Linked DNA regions of Bombyx mori: region 2 is linked to region 1. A link is a contact called in public Hi-C data. All regions are on one chromosome and are shown on one strand. The core of a region is the stretch at or near the end of the contact, and the rest is flanking DNA. Distances in the headings are between cores, read along the strand shown. Region 1 overlaps LOC101744525 (rho GTPase-activating protein 20). Region 2 holds the start of LOC101744525 (rho GTPase-activating protein 20).

Evidence for each region. Hi-C and Micro-C count contacts between places; a contact is called where the count stands out from the background.
Region 2: a Hi-C map of midgut shows a contact between it and region 1, with 1.6 times the contacts expected there. The contact joins the promoter of LOC101744525 here to the enhancer-like site in region 1. A contact is called at or near these places in 3 of 7 Hi-C or Micro-C datasets (midgut and whole pupa).

What each region holds. Positions count from the first base shown.
Region 1 is chr7:8,037,919-8,045,680 of ASM3026992v2, reverse strand. LOC101744525 (rho GTPase-activating protein 20) reads left to right here. Exons shown (of 11, transcript XM_012694897.4): 11 at 2,243-7,554. The coding sequence ends at 2,370. Among protein-coding and RNA genes, the nearest start is that of LOC101735528, 24 kb to the right of the region's middle. Within about 2 kb of position 2,305, at least 4 of the 8 cell types and tissues checked have open chromatin away from gene starts, as enhancers often do.
Region 2 is chr7:8,072,046-8,079,829 of ASM3026992v2, reverse strand. LOC101744525 (rho GTPase-activating protein 20) reads left to right here and starts at 2,203. Exons shown (of 11, transcript XM_012694897.4): 1 at 2,203-2,692; 2 at 2,874-3,046; 3 at 4,779-4,874. The coding sequence starts at 2,525. It overlaps LOC101735665 (probable ATP-dependent RNA helicase DDX43), which reads right to left and starts at 805. Exons shown (of 1, transcript XM_004931303.5): 1 at 1-805. The coding sequence starts at 638.

The DNA.
Region 1 (7,762 bases), core at 1,056-3,555:
GTTCCCGTTGTTTGTTCGCTTCGGTGCGGAAGGACTCGCCGCCGCTTCTCGAAGGTTTTATTCTCTCGACTTGTTCCAATTGATCCTTTTTTTAATTAAACTCAACCAGGGCATTTGTAAACGATGGGAGGGTAGTCTGATTTAAACTACGATCTATTAAATGTTTTAGTAGTTGATCGTAGATTAAATTGAAACAAGAATAAACAAAAGCATGTCGACAACTGTTTTTTTTTTGGTCCTAGTTGATGATAAAGTACGTTTCCCTGGTTTCATATAGGAGGACAAAGCCTTCGAGGCTTTTGACTGACGCAACGGTTTAATTACGCTGTGGGGCTCGCTTAGCTTGTTCGCACGTGTACACCGGATCGGTTGTATGAGATTGTATGGTGCCGTGCATGCTGTATTGGGAAAAATCCATGTATATACTACATAGAAACACGTCCATCGTTTGTGTATGTCTATGTCTGTCTGTCTGTCATCACGATTTCACCACTCATTCACTAATCACGACTAGAGAGTCTTGTATATATTTTCTATTTTTAATTTTTTTTACGAACTTATAATTATTGAGTTATTAGAATAATCACTTGTGTAGAACACAGGGAGATGGTTTCAGTAAGGATAATTATTTCTACCTAATTACGTTACTAGCCTAGTAGCATGTTCGATGTTTTAAAAGAAACTGGTAAAATTATAAAAATGTCATTGTAGTAACGTTAGTAATATTCGTTTATAAATATAATAATGCATGTGTTATTTGGATAGCGGAAACTGACCAGTATAATTTAACTAAATTGAATCAAAGAATTTTAATTAACAATTATAAATTTGATACACAACAAACCCAAAAACTATTTGTATATTTTAATGTCGTATGAATTAAATACACGCGATTTACATTGAACACTATCAGTTTTAAAATAAGCTTTCGATTGAATTCATAAATATTAATAAGCTTTAAATAATAATTCTACTTTAATCTTATTACTATTTATTGACATTTTCAAAAATTAATTTGTGTCATGTACATTCGGTGTTGTAATTATGTATTATTGTTAAAATAAATACTTAATTGATGACTGCGTAAATGAACTGCTGAACCAGCTCGGCAGTCTTTATCATTTTAGCAATATGTTATATACTGAATTATGAGTAGAAGTTGGAGAAACGATAATTATTGTTTTTTTTCTACATATTCTCAAATATCTACACAGTGCTTAATTCATTTAGTTTGCTTCATTGCGTGTCTGAATGCTACAGTCACCTATGTATTGCCTGATTTTGCAACGCAGACGTTATTTTTTTTATAGAATTTACTAAACTTAAACGTTTTTAATTTTTAAAGTTAATGGATGGTTATATATATTGTGTGTATTTTTAATTTTTGTAATGGACGGTATTGGGTGGCCATCTCAAGGGTCTACTTGCTGGAAACATTAGACGTGTGAGGGAAGGCAGCGGCTTTCCTGTATTGCGTTACTGATCTCCATAGTCATGGTAAACAGTCAGCATTAAGCGGGCTTTTGGATGGCAGTAAAAAAAAAACAATACGTGTCGGCTAGTTCTCATGCGATAGAAGCGGCTTTCACAAGTTTTCAATTTCAGTCTTTTATAGACTAAAACTGTCACCGTTAATAACGAAAATTGTTTCGGGCCTTTGAAACCCACTGCTGGGCATATGCCTCCTCTCAGTGGCGGATTAAAGGTCCAGAGCGCCCTAGGCAATCACTTTATCGGCGCCCCTGTACCGGCCATAAATGGCCATCATAATACTATAAATTTTAACTAGTTGTTTTTGCAATTACGATGACGTTGTATCATCAATCCCCCTAGACTTTAGTAGACCAGGACATTTAGTTCTTAATCGTCGATATGTTATTTTCTTTATTTATTTAAAAATTCTGAGCTCGCGCGCCCCTTGTAACTACACGCACCTAGGCACGTGCCTAGTTTGCCTTACGGATAATCCGCCTCTGCCTCCTCTTTTTTATCCCATAATATTCGAACGCCCGATTTTCTCATCCACGTCCTGACTATGTCATTGGTTTACCGTGCCATAGTTCTTCCGGCACCTATACGACCCATTCTTGGTCACCATTCCGTCACTGTATGTATTACTCCGTTCTGTTATCTTTACCTTGCTAAATCTGTTTAAAAAAAAAAAATCATGTCTGCGCTGCATTGAAAGACACGAGATAATGAACGTACAGTAGTGTGACACGAGTTCGGTGTGATGGTACAGTTGCAGGCGGCGAACGTCGCAGTACGCGGCGTCGGTCGCGGCGGTCGCGCGTGTGCTCGTGCCGCACGCTCGCGCACTCTGACACTGAGATCCCGCTCCCTCTCCAGCCTCGTAAAGTGACCGCCTGACCCCACTGCTCGAACCACCCCGCATCAAGGTAAACACCGATGCGTGTCGTCCCACGATGCATTTGTATGTCATTCCATTTTTTTTTGTATATTGTGCATCCAATATGTGCATGGGTATTTTTTGATAGGATGTCAATAATATCGATTATTTAATTCGGATTTATTGTACGCTAGTTTGCGGTCGATATATCACGTTGAAATAATTGTCGTCTTGATTAATTATTAACCTTGTTTTTGATACCCGTTTTATAAATTTGTAACGCGAATTAAATAATAAACGCACACTCAAATTAACTTTCAATTAACCAGCGTTTGTGTGGGCGTTGTTAAGTTCACAATGTTATCAGGATTGTCATTAGGATGACTTGAAGATGTGCGGATAGTTAGTTCACTTTGGTTTATTTAAATTTTTTAAAACAGAAATGCAACGCTCAATTTATTCGCAATCTGCCATACTGGACATTTTCAATGTTGTCTATTATGATTAAATTTATTGAAACAAATAAATAAAATATTTCCAGTTTTCGAAATTTGAAAATTTTGAGGTGTATAGAAATTGTTGATTTCTAAGCGAATCTTACCGATATTTAGTTTGATTTTAAATGCTATTAAAGAAAACTTTATAAAAAAAAGGAACAAAAGAATAAGACCTTTTTGTACTGTGGACTGATTTATAATACGGATAGTAAATTATATTGCAATAATTTCATAAATTCGGTTTGTTGTAAAAAATATATATATTTGTTTATCACGTCCGTAGCATATAGGCATACGTCGAAGCATTTAATATTATGCGAACATTCCTGTGTATTAGAATGTATATACTGTTTAAGCTTTTATTGGGAACATGTCTTTTTCTACCTCAAAAATTATCTGAATATTCTTCAATTTTGTTAATTTTTATATTTATCACGTAAATTAATAAGTTTTCTTTATGAAAATTCTACAAGTGACGAGCCAGATTTAAAGACTGACGCTTTCTTGTATCAAGTTTTAAACGAATATTTTGTAGCAATAATTTAAATAAATAGTTAAATTTTATTAAAAATTACGTCTATTAAAGGAAAAGGTACAAAATATTAAATTCTGTTGAATTATTAAGATATTAGTCCCGACGTATTATATATTACACATATCGACGCTTGAAAGGCAAACGCGACTAAGCGACAATGCGTTAACTTTACAGTAGACTAATTTAAAGTTGAAATACCTGAAAACAAAATTTATTTTAACGAATTTAGCTGTAGTAGAATCTAGCTAGTAGCTGTAGGATTGAAATTATATTTTAATAGACCTTTTTTTTTTTTTTTTAACGCTGGGGAATCCATTTACGGATACCCGGTTGAGAGGGGTAATAGACCGGGTTATGTCGGACTCCGGCGCCTCCAGAGAAGAAGAGGGAGAAGAGGAAGACCAAGTCCTCCTCTTCTTCCAATTCCTACCGGGAGACTACGCCTTGAGAAAGGCGCGCGAGGCGCTGCCCGGCGTCTACCACGCAGGACTCGCCCCGCAAAACCGACTACCGACTAAACCCCATCGAGCTCCACCACTCCGACTCCACGAAACCTACGGTACCGCACAATGCGCGCTGCAGGCTCGCCGTCGCCGGTACCCGTCCTGACAATAGGACGGGATCCAATCCCCGGGAAGATCCCGCAGGACGTCGTCTCGGGAGACACCGTGAGTGGCGCATAGGAGCCACCTTGCGCCGCCTCACCACGGAACCGACAGCAGAGCACCGGGCGCCCCCGCACCCAGTACCCAATAGTCTCTACGGGAGATTAACGGGAGCATCGTGCCCGCGTCGCCCACCCCGCCTTCTTCGCTGAGGAGCCGAAGAGGGATTCCACTCCCTTTCGCGCTCCTCAGCCTCGCGGAACACCATGACCAGGTCGCAAAATCTGGCCATGGCCTCCCACGAACTCTCGTCCTCTAGCATGCGGGCAATGACAGCCCGCAAGGAGAGGTCCCTCCCCAGCACCGCGATGAGATCTCGATATTTTAATAGACCTAGAAATATATTTTTTTTGCGCATCGAATATGGTTATTGCCTATCATTTATGTACAAAGCAGTTATTGTCGCTTAGTCATGTTTGCCTTTCAAGCGTCGATATATATATATATATATACATATATTTTTTCGATCTTAAAACATAAAAATAGGTGCTAGTTATAGTTGAAACGTCTTATGAAATGTAATTGAATATCATGACTGTGTGACTATATGTATGTAGTTGTCGAAAAGAAATTGGCTAAATCGGAATTTATATTCCAGTCTGGCCACACAAATGTCAGTCACGGCAAATAGAGCTTCAGTCCATTATATCTAATATAAGTTTTTATTTTTGACATTACGAAATTCCCTTAATAGACTAGAAGTTATTATTTTTATACCTAGTTTTAATTGTTATTAAATTGGACTCACCAAATTTACTTCTTATATTTTTGTATTACGTACGATTTTTTTTCTTATTGTAGGCGAATATAATGCACTTTCAATCGCACACATTAATTAACCTAGTTTTTAATATATTTGTATTAAATTTAAGACTGTTATTAGATTTATTGTTTTACATTTAAAAAAAAAACTTAAGTTTATGTTTGTCCAAACACTGAAGTTTCTTGTAGTATCTATTTATAGTTAAAATATTAATCACACAATGTCTGAATTATATTTTGTATTGTATTCCGAAAAATATATTAAAAAAATAATAATTTCTTACTGGCACAAGTTAGGCGTGAGGTATTATTACTCATTATAACAATAAACTGGCATAATTAGATTTCGTCTCAACTTTGAGACGATCTAGCTTTGAATGGTAACAAATACGTTCATCTCTATATATTTTGTCATTCAATCAATTCAAGATTAAGAAGGTAATAATAATATAAAATTGTATGAACTGAATGTTAATATTGGACTGTACTAGTTTGAAGATGTGATTATTAAATTATTGTTTGATTATTTTTAAAAAGATAGGCAGGCAGCTTAGTTAATTTATATTAAAAGGCAGCTAAGTAGAGCTAGTAACTATATTATTCAATTTTGTTATAAAATGGCCAAATGGTAAACTTACCTTTATTTTGGTGTTGCTGTAATAGAAAATGTTAGTTGTTAGAATTTGTAGCTTGATACAATGTTTTTAACGTTCATTTTGCATTAATCTTAACAATTTTCGAATTGTTGAAGTATTTCTAAAGTATTCTGGTCATTGTGTATTCGAAAGAAAACTCTTAGTTAGCAGTACTTTATTTCCAAAGTACGTTAATCAGAAATTTTTAATATTCATGTCAACAATTCAATCTATGTATGCAATTTTGGATGAGTTAAGAATTTTTTGTGGCTATATGTTCGTTTTTTTTATTGCTTAGATGGGTGGACGAGCTCACAGCCCACCTGGTGTTAAGTGGTTACTGGAGCCCATGGCGGTGGTACCTGCCCGTGCGGACTCACAAGAGGTCCTACCACCAGTAAAAATCGTGCATCCGCGTTTATAAGTTCTAATTGAAATTTTGTGATGATTATATATTCTCCATGTATATATAATATTCGCGGTAGACGTTGCGAAGCGTGCCTCGTTTGAAAATTAGGATATAGGAGCGATGCGGATCTTGGGCGCTGATCTTCACGCGGCTAGAAATCTATACTAATATTATAAAGCGGAAGAGTTTGTTTGTTTGAACGCGCTAATCTCAGGAACTACTGGTCCGATTTGAAAAATTCTTTCAGTGTTAGATAGCCCATTTATTGAGGAAGGCTATTATAGGCTATATAACATCACGCTAAGATAAGAGCATCAATAAATAATGTTTCAAAATCGGGGTTTAAACAGCTCCTTAGCATACTATAATTCAAGAATATTTTCTATCTGCATAAATGAAGTGGGGGGTATATTTTGCGTTATGCCAAAGTAACTATTCCACGCGGACGGAGTCGCGGGCAAAAGCTTGTAAGTTATACAGTTGTTCTTGACGGAGGCTGCGAGTAGCGACCTATTTCGATAGTACGCGTCGCGGTCGTCAAAGTGAGCAGTCCTCAACTATTTGGTACACTCCGTATCGATATCATTGCGAGTTTATTATTCATTAACATCTTTGTTTTTTTTTTAGTACAAAAATGTAAGATGTTTTTGTTGTAATAAGTGTATGGATCGATCGCATCCATCTAAACGTCAAGATCCGTGTGGGCGCTTACTACGTTATATTCGTAAAGGCGTGTCGCGTTTCATAATCCAACAATAATAGTTTGTAGAACTATATAAATAAACAATATAGAATTCGTTATTCTTTATATTCGAAATATATTCATTAATTTGAAAACACTCTATAGTCAAGTAGAATTTGTAACAAATATAACTTTTATGTCATCACAAAGTCAACTGATTCGGTGATAGATGCTGAGAATCACATGAAATATTGAATTAGTAGTACATTTTACATATTCATGTACCAATATGTCGTTTTTATGTATTTACGGATACGTTATTATAATTATTGTAAGTTTTTTTTTTATTATTTCTAATACATTTTTATCACAAGACTGTTTTGTATTTAGTTAACTCTCGAATATGTATGTATGTTTATCATTCCACCGATTTTCGTGTTTATCGTAACTTTCTATTGCATTGAGTATTTCTTTTATGTATAATGAAGATGTTGAGGCTTTAATATTGTACCAACCTGACGTATATTAAATAAATAAGATACAAAATACAGTTAAAATTATTATCTATTACATTCAAATATAAAATGCAACTTTTATAAGATACTGCATTCAAAAAGGGAATTGCTTCATTAATTACTTTTCCTTTCTTAAATAAAATGACTTGAGAATTCTGAGGCACCACATATTCTCCCATTTTGTTACTGCCAGGGATTCCTTTTTATTTATTTATTCTTTTTGCATTTATAAAAAAGTCTAGATCCATCGTCAGGTTGTAACGTATTTATGTTGTGTTCATATCTTTAATTTAATTATTTTTATAACATGAAAATATATTAGTATGTAATTAGCCAATTTGTAACATGTTTTTTTTTTTTATTATTAAAAATATAATATGAAATAAGTATTATTGTAACATTTCGCTTGTGTAATTTCGGTTTGTATTTTACATTATAATCGCACTTTTTTTTTTAAAACAAAGTATAAATAATACACAAGAATAAACATTAAAAGAAAATGAAGAGTCGTATTCATTTGTGGGTATTATATTATTATTGTATTGGGGGCAAAGTAAAACCTCATATGAGTCGTAATCCCTGGTCCTCATTTTATTCGATACCTGATTTGCCAATTTAGAATATATTTTTTTAGACCGATAAACCTCAATCACGAAATGGATTATTTAATCGTGTATTTGAGTGTCGACTTTGTTTTCTATAGGCGTCGTGG
Region 2 (7,784 bases), core at 954-3,453, 34 kb before region 1:
TCTGCTTTGGACATATTCTTAACCAATGGATCTTCATTGTAAAAATCTTTGATAATTGGCGGCAGCTTATCCCATCTGTTGTTTTGTTGTTCATCATAAAAGGCATTGAGTTTATCCCAGTCAATTACTTGGACACCACCATCATTTTTCTTAAAAAAATCTTGTGAGTTACTTGTTTCCACTTCTTCATATTCTTTCCTCGGAGCAGGTTTGTAGTCTTCCATTAAGTTATTCACCATGGTTTCAGCTTTACCGATAGCTTCGTCAGTGCCGAAGAGGGTTACATCCGTTTCATTACCACTGGAATCGCCTATCTTTATCTTTGCTTTAGATTCATCTTGCAGATCTCGTATTTTTGAACCACCTTTACCTATTACCCTACCTACTTTATCGGTAGGTATGGTAATAACTTTTTTGCTACCCTCTTGGCGAGAGCCAGAACGTCTATCGTCAAAACGTCCACTTTGGCCTTCGTTTGTACCACGAGACCTCCAATTGTAATCGGTATTACGGCCGCGATTTCCACGACTAGCCGTTGGTCGGTAAACCCTTGTATTGTGTGTAGGTACATTTGATGCCGGTGTCTGTACGACTACCTCTTCATTCTCAATCCAATCATCATCGTCGCGATCAGTCATTTTGTTTATCACTTTAGTAATAAAAAGGTATCCGACACAAATTCAATGTTATTTTACAAATTTACAAATTGCAATAGGTACATGTGTACCTACCTAATTCCTTCGTAATTTTAATTTAAAATTTCAAATCACTTTTTTTAATGGATTTTATGACCTGGTAACTAAGTTCTTTAGGTCAAGTCTTATTTTAATTTACTAAAAACTTTTTTTATGTTAAAAATTATAATATGAAATGAAATCGGAATGAAATGGAATGAGATGAGATGATATGGGATTAAATATAATCTCAGTAAAATGGTGGTCATTTACTGAGACTTTTTCAGTGGATTTTTTGGAGGATCCCGAGAAGTTACGTTCAGCGGCTTTGTTTCATTTTCCCACATTTGGGCAATTTCACAGATACTAAACAGTTACATAATAAACCACCATTATTACACATTTAAACCTGAAGAAACACTAAATAGACAAAATAAAACAAATCACACAACTTCATTCCTCGCATTCCCGCCAAAAAGTCAAATCATGTGTATGTAGTCAAGAGAAGTAGTGTTTAATTTGCTTAAGATTTGTTCCATGGATATTTTTTTGTTCTTGAAAATGGATAGGCAAAAGAAACAACACTCAACCAATTTTTGCTCAGTGTTTTCAGGTGAAGTCATTTCTGTGATATGAAAAGTTAACAAAACGAAATTAATTAAGTTGATTATTGCGAAATCAGTTATGGGGTGAGATGAAATTCAGTGACATGTGATGAAAAGATGTAACCTCTCTGTCAAATGATGAAATATATCCGACACTTCACCAAAATTTACAAACAAACCGACAAGCCACATCTAGCGTCTTTATTTAATTTTCAGTTACTGAACTACAATTATTATACATTTATGCCAGAATAAACGCTACACTATTACAATACACAAATAAACAGGTATACAGTCTAGATATTCATCGATATCCACATCTAAATATTATTTTGACCAATTTATTCCATTTTCATTTCTCTTACAATTCACTCCGGTTGCAAATATAATTTTTTAGTATAAACTTATAAGTAAATACAGTAAATCCCTAAACTAAAACAACGATTATGCACATAAACGGTTCGACAATTCCAATATTGTATTCATTAGACATGATATTTATTGTATATTTGAGTTGTTTAAAAAGTAACTTCAAATAGCGTAGTTTATGTTCTAATATATCGTTAACTTTTTAATGAAAACGTGTCTTCGATCTGTTATCACATTCAAAATGGGCATCAGGCATGGTTTCGTATAGTATATTATACTATATTTCTTAAAATATGTTGTAACAGTAAAATAAGCATAAAGCTTTTTTTTGTAATGGAGAATTAGGTCACTGCTTAAAAGTCGTAGGCAAGGCAAGTAAATTATTTTTCAATTAAATATATTGTATGGTAATAAAAACCAAACCCAAAAAATTTAAAGAATAGCGTGATTTTTGGTATGATTAATCATTGAGTCATTGAATTAATTGTAGCACTGCAGTAGTAAATTTTGATAGAATTGCAGTCAGATTTCTGGCGATTTTTCGTGTATGCATTGGTCACACCGTTAGTCTGGCTTTGTCAGACTACCGCTGTATTGTTTTCTCTGTTTCAATTTTCAATGTAATTAGATTTGGGAATTTCAAATTGAGATAGGTGTAGAATTTTATTAAATCCAAAGTGGCAAAGAGTAAAGTGATACTTACAGGGGAAGAGATTACTTTCAAACCCTACTATCAGGCGACGAGCATAACTGTTAACGCTTAAAATTGTTATTGAGTCAAATAATTATTATTTCATTTTTAAAATAGCGCATCTATTAAAATGCCGCCTCTACATTGATGAAATACAATAAAAGTGACTTCTGTGATTCCACAAAATGAGCAACTGGGCAAGGAGAATGCATCGCCGAGCAGCTACATTGAGTAATGTAGTCACGTCTTGTGGCCACCCGAATTCACTGCCCTATCCAAGAAGACTAGAAAAAGTCAAATTCGGCGTTCCACTTCTCGAAGTCTGCAAGGATGACATCCCGGGTCCCTTGCTCGTTAGTATCAATAGATTACGACGGTAATTTTAAATACATTCGTCACTGCCCTACAGTAAAACTTATGGGCAGTTATTCGTTGTGATAAACGAAGCATTTAAAGAGCTTTTTTTATGTTAAGAAAGTATTTAATTGTGATTTGAGTTGTTTCCCGGTGGTAAAAGTGTTGAATCTCCACTAGGTTCTGATATTGAAATTGAACAAGGAGGCACCGCTGCGCCGCGATGTGTTCCGCGCGCCGGGTCATCAGGGAGCCATGAAAAAATTAATTCATTTTCTTCAAACTGGCCGACTAGTCAATGTGGACAATTATTCTGTATATACCATTGCCAGTGTCTTGAAAAAGTTTCTCAGGTAATTGTTTCTTTTCTTTTTTTTGTATACTCTTGTTGCAAATATCATATGTTTTGTCCCTTGAATAAAACATGCCAAATACTTGCAATATTTCAAAACTGCCTTCAATTTTAATGATAAAGTTATTCCATTATAACAGTTCAGCTTGGTATATGTAATCTGTTTTCTGCTAGTTAAAAAACACTTGCCTATTTCTGAAATTTGGAGAGACTTCTTTTGAAAGAGATGATAATAATGGAATACTTGATTCCTCTTGAATATATGAATACAAAAATGACCTCATTTCTAAAGTTATTTAAGTTTTTTTTATTGGGTGTGATGGTTTCATAGTACACCTGGTCAGTTCTTTGATAAGGCTATGCGTCATGATAATTACTCACTGAATCCTGATCACGCAGGAGTCAGTCACTGTCGAGTCCCTAGACACATCCTTAAGGATCCATCAGATCCAATAACCCTCCCAGACAACTTTTCACCTAGAGAAATTTTGAAAATGATTAGTTCACACTGATTTTATTATATTTTATAATGAATAAAATGAGCTCTTGATTCTTCTTCTTCTTCTTTGCTTCCTCAATACTGAGAGTCGTGACCACCTTGGTCCAGTTTTTGCACCAGCTTTCAATGTGACTTTAATCACTGGTGCATGGTGATGCCTTACAAAATAGCTGATTTTGTAATGTAAATTTTTTCAAATCATTCAATAACTCTAAACTAAATGTTTGAGTGGAAGTTGAAAATTTAATTAATAAATTAACTAATTTGAAACATTCTGCTTTGAAAATTTAAATATGGTATTAAAAAATTACTCCATTGTATAAATTAGAGATGCATTATTTATCAATGTTTATGTTTAAGAAAATATATAGTAAAGCATTATATAAACTGCTTTCTTTTTTTTTAGTAAGTGTTCAATATTATTTTGAAATGATGAAATTACAAGAAAGTAATCACAATTTTTAAATAATTATGTGTAACACTGAATATTCTTAACTAGATTGTCTTATATCATTATTAGATTGACTATGTGATGTAATGAGTATTCTTTTAAAAATAAGTTTAATATAATGCATTAAATGAAATACTTTAATCCACTTTTTCAATAAAAAGACATACATGTGTTGCCGTCAAACTTTAGGTTAAATCTCTAAAATCGTACATAGGTAATAGAAAACCATACACAAGTTTACATATTGCTAGTTTTCAACAACCGTCTTTACTTGCTATGTATACAAAAAGAGTTGCATTTGCCAATGTCATATTATCGCTAAAGAGATCATTACTATTATCATACTATGATTCAGGAATGTGGTAAAGTCAGTGTTGATGTAAACTAAACATTTTTCCACTAAAAAAACTAAAATGCACCATTGCAATCTTATATACGCCATTTGACACATTATAGAATGTTAAGGAAGCTATAATTTAAACCCCTATTTTGAAACATTCTTTATTGGTGCTCCACTTGTATTGATCTTACCTTGTTGTTATATAGTCTATAGCCTTCCTCAATAAATGGGCTATCTAACACTGAAATAATTTTTCAAATCGGACCAGTACTTCCTGATATTAGCGCATTCAAACAAAAAACTCGTCTGCTTTATCATAATTATTAGTATAGATTAGTATAGATTTATATCTTATACTGAGTTGAAAATTAAAAAAAATAATTCTAAACCTAATCTTTAAAAGAAAAGCCCAGTGAAATTTAAGATGGAAATTTTTTATTTAGGAAGATACCAGGAGGCGTTTTCAGCCGCGATGGTGAAATGCAGCTCTTTGCAGCAGTTGAGCTGCCGGAGGAAAGGCAGGTCGATGAAATTCGCAGGTAGGTGTTTAAATTATAAATGAAAATACGAAATATAATAATATGTTTTTGCTATATTAGCGCCAGTACAATAGAGGAATCTTGGGTGTCTAATCTTAGAGGACTGCGCAAACACTGTCATGATATTAAATAGCAAAGCGTAAATTAAGTACGAAGATAGAATGTGATAACAAAATTCAATGTTTGTGTTGACAGAACCAACTGTGAGAAGATAAGGACACACCTTTTGTAAATGCATGTTAATATTTTTTTTTTATTATTATTAATAAATATGAATAACTCTTCTTCACGCTTAAATTGGTGCAATAACAATTCTTAATTAACAATTTATTGTTGCAAAAAAATAATAATATTAAATCATTATTAATTACGAATTTAATTTTAGTGTTGATGGGATAAGCTGTCCTCATTGTGCTTATTTTGAAGTCGGCAATGCGGTTGAAAGATGTAAATTAAATAACTAAGTAAAAACCACAAATGAGAATTTTTTTTTTCCTATCTAAGCCGATAGCCTTGAGAGGTTATATCAGCGGAACCTTAACTAATAGGCGAGCTCACGGGGCTGAAACCTGACGACGTTGCTAACACGAACCCCCTAGCAAGAGCCGTGCTTCGCAGAATCTACCACCGGATCGGAAACGCGACCCACTGAGAAGATCCGGGGAGAAACTCAGTGGGCTGTGTCTGAGGGTTAAAACGAGAACAGACGATCGATTTGTGGCAGATACACGGCTTACGTCTCGCCGGATCTTCTCAGTGGGTCGCAATTTCGATCCGGTAATAGATTCTGCTGCTCTTCCTAGGGCTAGTGTTAGCAAATTCTCTCGGGTTGAGCCTGTGAGCTCACCTATTAGTTAAGGTTCCGCTGATATAGCCTCCTAGGCTACCAGCAAATAGGTAGGGAAGAAAACATGTATTTCGTACTTTTTTTTAATATCACACTTCAATATCTTAGACAGTGGCATTCGCATTGAAAGCCTCAATTTAATCAATTCAGCAATTTTCTTAATGTGTTCCTGGCTTAATCTTAGATCGATGTATTTCCGTGTCAGCATTGCCGAACGCATGTTATGATTACAACAATGCTTGTTTGTGGTAGGGTCTCCGGAATTTTAATGTAGTAATGCGATGCACCGTCTTGGTTGCATCGTATACGCTCATGCATAAATTATAATGTATGCGCGTTTCAGCTTTCGACATTTTACGATTGCCGCACAGGAACAACGGTCTCATTGATGTTTATATATATATACATATACAATATTAAGTACATATTACGAGATTTTAGCATAGCAATGTAGGGCACTTGACAAATGTTTTCATTCGAACGTGTCGTTTTTATAAAAAAAAAAACCTATATTTGTGCTATTGTGATTTTTTTAAATGGTACTTAGTTATAGTGTTTTCTACGGTTTTCGCGATTCGGAAATAAAATAATGATAATACTAAAAATACGCGAAATTAAACGATGAAAATAGCGTTAATTTGCTTTCTTTTTATTAACGAACGCTTAGTTTTAATATGACTAGACTTAAATATAGGGATGCTAAATTAAAAAATATATATAAAATATATAATTATAAATTTATTGTCCTAATTTTGTATTGCTATTACAACTCCGTACACATTTATATTCGTAGGGCGTGTTGTGAACACTAGGTAGCATTACTGCCTTGCTTTTTTCCCTACCTCAGCGCCCAAGTGGCTATTCCAACCACTCGCGGACCGCTAAGTAAATTCACGGGCTCAACCTGAGAGATTGACTATACTGAGACCTTAGAACTATATCTCAAGGTGTGTGGCGCATTTAATTTGTAGATGTCTATGGGCTCCAGTAACCACTTGACATCAGGTGGGCTGTGAGCACGTCCATACATCTAAGCAGTAAAAAAAAAAAAAAGATTTACGTTGACCAACGTGTCGGAATGTATCCCGACACTGAGAAGATCGGGCTAGTAGCTCAGTAGGGTTGTGTTTATGGACCAGGCGTCATGCCTAAACGTCGCAAAGTTTTTGGTTTTCCTGATTCAAAGGCTAAGCAAGGCGGCGGTAAATAAAGCACATTTTAGGCTTTGTACCCGTGTCTTAAGTCTCTTTTTTTATTTCTTCCACTTTGTCTTGTGTATTGACTTCAGCAACCACTTAAACCCGCTGGACTGTCAGCTCGATGACTGCTCATCCACGCTAATAGCAATAAAACGGATTCGGCTCTATTCTGTTATAAAGTGATTCAATTAAACTTAATCAGATTACCGCAAGGTTGCGACACCAAGATCATTGTCCAGCGGTTGAAGGCGTCGACTGCAATATGCTGTTAAGAAATGTTTACAGTGTTGCAAATTCTCTTCTAGAGACTTATCTTTTTGAAATCACATTAAGATTATGTTTGTTTTGTATGGGTCTGCGATATAGAAATATTAAGATATATTCGACTAATTCATCGAACAAAATATCCAGTAGATGTATGTATCTACATGGGTGTTGCGAAATGAAAATCTTAAGGCACTTTTTTTCCGCTTTAAACAAATGAAATTGAACGACTTCAAGTTTGGATTTAATTTCTCTTGTGTGATAAACGAGGCAAGAAGTAGACCCATATTCAAACGCCGTTGTCAGCGTCATCACCCGATCCTGTGGACCGAATGGTAAACAGTCGACGTCGCCCTAAACACGCCATTACGGATCCTCCCGATCCATTAATCCCGGTGCTTTTAGGTACCTCAAGCACCGGTCACCGTCCTCGCGGAATCCGTCGCTCGCGACGAAGGGCTTGACGAGTAATTTAACCCATAGACACAGCCCACTGAGTTTCCGCCGGATCTTCTCACTGGGTCGTGTTTCCGATTCTATGGTAGATTCTGCGAAGCACGGCTCTTGCTAGGGTTCGTGTTAGCAACGTCGTCAGGTTTG